Linked DNA regions of Mus musculus: region 2 is linked to region 1. The links are chromatin contacts, called in public promoter capture Hi-C maps. All regions are on one chromosome and are shown on one strand. The core of a region is the stretch at or near the end of the contact, and the rest is flanking DNA. Distances in the headings are between cores, read along the strand shown.

What was found. Promoter capture Hi-C pulls out the DNA fragments that hold promoters and counts their contacts.
Region 2: a promoter capture Hi-C map of hippocampal neurons shows a contact between it and region 1, with 2.2 times the contacts expected there. The contact joins the promoter of Prr3 here to the promoter of Vps52 in region 1. A contact is called at or near these places in 3 of 39 promoter capture datasets (cranial neural crest, embryonic stem cells and hippocampal neurons), 1 of 115 datasets of contacts at active chromatin or transcription factors (embryonic forebrain) and 1 of 9 other capture datasets (liver).

The regions. Positions count from the first base shown.
Region 1 is chr17:33,954,505-33,957,508 of GRCm38.p6, reverse strand. It overlaps Vps52 (VPS52 GARP complex subunit), which reads right to left and starts at 1,709. Exons shown (of 20, transcript NM_172620.4): 1 at 1,327-1,709; 2 at 495-579. The coding sequence starts at 1,416. It overlaps Rps18 (ribosomal protein S18), which reads left to right and starts at 1,844. Exons shown (of 5, transcript NM_011296.3): 1 at 1,844-1,891; 2 at 2,333-2,431. The coding sequence starts at 1,889.
Region 2 is chr17:35,977,999-35,980,947 of GRCm38.p6, reverse strand. It overlaps Prr3 (proline-rich polypeptide 3), which reads left to right and starts at 1,653. Exons shown (of 4, transcript NM_145487.4): 1 at 1,653-1,821; 2 at 2,505-2,567. The coding sequence starts at 1,710. It overlaps Gnl1 (guanine nucleotide binding protein-like 1), which reads right to left and starts at 993. Exons shown (of 12, transcript NM_008136.2): 1 at 701-993; 2 at 166-331. The coding sequence starts at 773.

The DNA of each region.
Region 1 (3,004 bases), core at 460-2,959:
TCTTAGCTGTCTGCGTATGTATGTTCAACCAGGCTGTATTCTTACTCAACAATAGTCCCAAAGGGGAAAAAGTGATGCTGCGATTTTATTATAGTGTATTGCTGTGACTATTCGACTCGTACTGTTCATTTCTTACTATTCCTAAATTAGAAGTTAAGCCTTCTCAACTCATGGATTAAACTTTATCTGTACATTAAGAAAAAAGCCAGCCGGGGGGTGGTGGTGCACGCCTTTAATCCCAGCACTTGGGAGGCAGAGGCAGGCGGATTTCTGAGTCCGAGGCCAGCCTGGTCTACAGAGTGAGTTCCAGGACAGCCAAAGCTACAGAGAAACCCTGTCTCGAAAAAAAACCAAAAAAATAAAAATAAATTAAAAATAAAAACACACACACATACAAAAGAAAGAAACCATAGAGGGTAATCTACTGGGGTCATGTAATATATTTCTAAAGAATAAAGGGGTCTACTTTGCTCCCACCCCATGTCAGCACTTACCATCCACTTCATCCAAGATGAATTCATCAGAGGTGATGTCCAACTCTCCAAGTTGTAGGGGTTCTTGGAGTCCAGAACCCCCCCCCTGAAGAGGGACAGGTTAATGAATGTGGGATACAGAAAGAGATGTTGGAAACAAAACATAATCGGGTATCCTTAATCCTCCAAGTGAGGTGGGGGGTGCTTTGGGGGGTGGGGGGTGCCGGAGTAAGTGGGTCAAAGATTCTGATGCGTTCAAATCTACAATCTTGGGCTACTGAGAATATCAGGCAATTCATGGAGTTGCTGGAGTTGTTCAAATGAGAAAAAACTAGGACTAGTCAAACTTGCCTTTGAATTTAGGACCTCAGTTTCCAGCTATTCCAGGTGATCCCTGAGGGAATTCCAGAGGCTAAAATCGCCAGCTTACATAGTGTTTACCCCTGTGTCTGGTACACCATTTAACATGCTCATTCGGCTAATCCTAACGACCACCTATAAGGTATGTCCTAACAGCGTTTGCACTGTAAAGGTGTGGGAAGTTTTGGCACCGAAAACACAGCATAGCTTTCAAGCGGTGGGGCTGGAGGTGGGACCCCGGGCAAATTGGTTCCAGAGGCCACGTTCTTAACCTTTTACGCTAAACACTAAAATTTTTTTCTACTAAAAATCGTGAACAGGAAGCTGACACTGTCCCTGGGGCTTGGGTTTCAGCCACTTTGGTCCCTACGAAGGCTAGGTCACCATCACCCGTGGCAAGACGGCTCCGAACCTCTTGTCTAAATGGAGCCTACGCCTGAGGAGAGGGACAACCTGACGATACTCCGGAGGACCTACAGCCCCGTGCTCTCACCAGCGGGCCCTCCTCCTCCTCTACATCTGAGGCCCCAGCCCGCAACACCAGCTCCCGGGCAGCGGCCGCCATGGTCGCTGCGGCTGCCATTCCCCCGCAGCTTCACTTCCGACTTCCGGCAGCTGTCAGTCTCAGAAAGTCCGTTTCCCGAAGCAAAGCTACAAGTCCTGGAATGTCTTCTATGGAGCAAAAAAGGGTCCCAGATATTTGAGCTAAGGCGATCGGCTCCAGCCTCTCCGGTTAGGCTTTGATCATTTCGGTCAAGTGCAAACAGGAAGGTGAACGTCTCGAACACAACTCTGTTCCGGAACCTTCGCTCCGCGCCCACACAAGAACGGTACGACGACAGAGAAGGCCGAACCGGAAGTTATAGCTCCGGTCCCTTCCAAAACTGTCTCAATACAACTCCTCCCTTAGGGGGAGACGGGGAGAGAAGCAATTTCCGGAAGTGGACCTCCGGGGATAGCCCCGCCTCTTCCGCCAGGAATCTATATAAGACTTATACGTCACTTCCGCTCTCTCTTCCACAGGAGGCCTACACGCCGCCGTCTGTGCCGCCGCCATGGTAAGAGCGGAATCCGCGCCGGGATCCTGCGACATCGGAGCCGGGGCAGGGAGAGATTTCCGTCAGGACTCAGAGAGTGCCCCATGCTGCGGGCCCACAGCCCTCTGTGGAGCGATGGAGTGTGACCCGAGAGGGGACGACCTAAGACGTGAAATCCCGGGGATCGGGGCCCCGAGGAATGCTCGCTCCTCTTACACAGCAAAGCTGCCAGGAGCTTGGCTGTGTGTGGGCTCCTCCCGCTTCCCCTGTCCAGGGAATTGGGGGCCGCGGCCGACGTCCACCCTCTTGTCAGAGGTTGCGATTTCCCGCGCCTGAGCGCGTTAGGGGTGAGCCCCGGTGACTGAGGAGTTGTGTAAGAACTTAGCAGACAATCCAACCCTGCCTCGGCCACCTTCCCGGTTTGGGGGTAACCTGTCTTGATAACTGCCCGTGTTCTTTCAGTCTCTAGTGATCCCTGAGAAGTTCCAGCACATTTTGCGAGTACTCAACACCAACATCGATGGGCGGCGGAAAATAGCCTTCGCCATCACTGCCATTAAGGTAAAAGTGTTAGGGGCAAAAGAGAAGCAGCTAAACTCACCCAACCCGTTTCAATAAAAGCCTGATGATGACCCAGGGTTAAACCAAAACATTGCTCCAGGGGTAGTGGGGTGTGAGTGTAGTCATGTCCCACCTTGCAGAGGTTTCCCGAGATCTTCAGCTTCCGAGAGCAGTCTCTGCTGTCAGCAAACCTTGAGTAGAATTCCTGTAAACTAACATCCTAAGAGGTGTCCAGGCTTAGCGGTGATGGTTGGGGGTGGTCTGCAGAAGCTATTGGCAGATGCCACAGTGGAAGGTGACACAGAAGCTGGCAGTTTTCCCCATTATGGCAAAAAGGGAGGTCGTAGGAGGAAGCTGGGATGTTTCTCTGCAGAGCTAAAAGTCTTGTAGACAGGGACAGGACTTGAAGTTGGTGATTTGAGGAGTTGCTGGTCAGGTGTGTTCAGCCATGAGACCTGTCAGTGGTGGGACCTTGTGGGATGCTAGGGTATAGATGGAACTGGGTGGCTGCTGAGAGGTTTGAAGGAGGCCTGGGGAGCCGAGGTAATGTCAGGTGGACATAAAAGTTGGAGT
Region 2 (2,949 bases), core at 404-2,903, 2.0 Mb before region 1:
TCTTGACAGTCCCCATTGGAAGGCAAGAAAGATTGTGGCCCATCCAGGGAGAACCACCTTCCTTGGCTTCCAGCCTCACTAGTTCCACTTTCAATCCTTCATCGGAAGCTTTTCCTAAGGGTGAGGGCGGGGAAACTGCGGCCAGCGCCCTTCTCCTTGGCTTACCGGTTGGGGTCGTAGCCTCTGGGCCCCAGGCCCTGGGAAGGTTGCTGGTTGAGCCTGCGGATATGATGGGTCACGGATTCCCCATCCGACGTGTCCGTCTGCTCCTCCCGCCGCTCCCGGCTACCGCTGCGGCTGTTGGAACTGGAGCGCAGCCCATCTTGGAGCCCTGAGGGGAGGGGCCGGTGACGCCGGTGTAGACCGGTTCTTAGGGGACCTAAAGCCCCCCGAGCCGGTAGGACAAGCTCTTCTTCAGCCGACCCAACTTCTCCAGAGGCTCCATCTTCCCAACCGCGCGCCCCAACCCCGTCCCGGATGGGCCTGGAGGTCGTCACAGCGCCCTGTGGCAGCAGCAGCAGAAGCAGAAGCAGAGTTTCCCATCCCCCACCCTCCACCCCTCCCCGTCCCGCCGCTGCGGGAAACCCCCACCGTGGCAGCCCACGCGGGATCGCGAGAGCCCACCCACCCACCCCCCGCCCGCGGTGCCGCGGCACAGCCCTCCTCCAGAGCTGCGCAGCGGCCCCGCCCCCTCCCTGACCTCGCTTCCGCTCCCGCTTGTCCTGCAGCTGCTTCTTCTTCTGCTTCACGCTGAAGGGCTTCTTCCTCGGCATGGCCCCGGAGCCCCGGCCCGCCCTCCGCCGAGCTCCCCGCCGCCGCAACTGACTCCCCGGGGCAGCCCCCGCCGGCGGCCCGGGGCCCTGGGGAGGCGGGGCCGCGGTGACGTCAGCAGCGAGCGGCGGGGAGCGGGGAGCGGGGCGGCGGGGATGCAAGCGGCGGCACGTGAGAGTCCGCGGGTCCGGGATGCACGGTGCGGCGAGCGGGAGACGCGCGTGGGAGGCCCGAGCCGACTCCGTCACGGGCGCTACCAAGTGGCAGTCGCGGGAGGGGGGACGCGTGTCACCGCCGCCCGGCGCTCCCGGGAGCTGCCACTCACCTGGCGGGGGCCGGGCGACGGGGCGAGGACACGCCCCACCGCGCGGCCGCCTGGAGAGGATGGCCCCTGGCGGGAGAGCCGGGACTGCGCTGGCTGCCCGGTGGACTGGCTGCCCCGTGGACTGGCCTGCGGCAACAGGACTCGGTAAGGAGATTGCGGAAGAGGCAGGTTCACTGGCCACACGTGCGAGCGCGGGTGAGGAGGAAAAGCGAGCGGGACAAGGACTTTTGGAGAGAGGTCAGAGAGCACGGAGTTGTGGCTGTAGTTGTTGCCATGGTAACTGGGGCCCGGATGTGGCGACCTTAGGATGCGACAGGCCTCTCGCGTGCCGCCAGAGTCCCGAAGCCTGTCCGGTGTCTCACTGGAATGGGGTGGTGCTTTCCCACGTGGAGAGGAACTGCACAAGGGGGAGCAAAGCTTCCCCACGCGCGCGGCGGGGTGAGCGAGGCACCTTGTAGGAGCGAACGGCCGCGGCACATCCACGACCTCCCGGAAGTGGCATGGTGGGCGCCTCGGTCACCCGGCCCATCGCCCACCCGGAAGCGGAAGGAAAGCTAGTGTGCCCCTTCCTCACTGCCCTCCAAATCTTGCTGCAGCCATTGCCGCAGCCGCTATGCCGAAACGAAAGAAGCAGGACCAGCCGCCGCCGCTGCCGCAGCAGCAGCAACATCTCGCACTGTCTGAGCGGGACGAGCCTGGAGATGAGGAGGATGAGCGCCCCATGGGTGAGGGGCAGGGCGTGCACACGCCTGTCAGCCGGCCAGGGGGCTAGGATAGAATGAAATGCGGGGGAGGAGGTGCCAACGGAAGGAGGAAGGGCGCACGCGTGGAGGTGGGGTGGGACGTGGTGGGGGAGGGATGCTGGTGGAACCTGGATTGAGGGCTTCGCTTGCTTGAACCCTCAACCTCAATCTGGCTCCTAATCCTTTCTGGAGAAGGCAGGGGAGGTGGCGGCTCGGCTAAACATCTGGCTTGCGCAACCGCAGAATGGCGGGGGGAGAGGGGTGGCAGCGATGTTACAGATTGTGATGATCGGGAAGACAATTTGTGACCACACTTCCACTGGTTAGGTCAACCTTCTGTGAACTACTCCCCCGAGGGAAGGAGAGGAGAAAAAAACTATGATGGGCCAACAGTTAAGGTGAGGGATTGGGGTACGTGGAATCACTGGCATGTTGTGGATGCAGCACTGTGAGGAAAGAGCTGTTAGAGACCTCTGTTACCCTCTGATGGACTCTCAAACAACTCTGCAGAGGGACGGGCAGATGGACGGGGTGAGAGTTTGCGGCACTGCTGAGTGGATATATGACTTACCTGGTTAAAAACTGAGTGTTATAAGACCACGTAAGGACGAGGTGATCAGTCCTTTGCACCGTTCTGATGGCTGTTTTCTCACGTCTGCTCTTAGGACCACCCAGCCTTCTGGGCCCTCCCCCCATGGCTAACGGGAAGCCTGGTGATCCCAAGTCAGGTGAGGAGAAATTGGGCCCTGATTCATGTTTTAAGCCCTGGAGAAGGGATGGACCCCTAAAGACTTAAACAAAAGCCCAGGGATTGTGTGTACCTAAATGAGGGATCATATATTAACCGTTTGGAAATACGGTGTTGTCAAAATGTTACTTTCCTTCCAGATTAACTCCTAGGTCTGTCTTTATTTGTGTGTAGAAATAAATGTTCTCCATTATAGAGGCTCTAAATGGGACACTACCAAGACCAAAGTGAGAGGGCATAGCAAGATTTAGTGAAAAGCTGCAGTAGCTATGACATTGTGGTTTTCACAGAATGTCAACATAAGTTCTTAACATGTGGAAGGATCAGGAGTTCCTGGCCAGCCTCTCCTGCAATAGCAAATT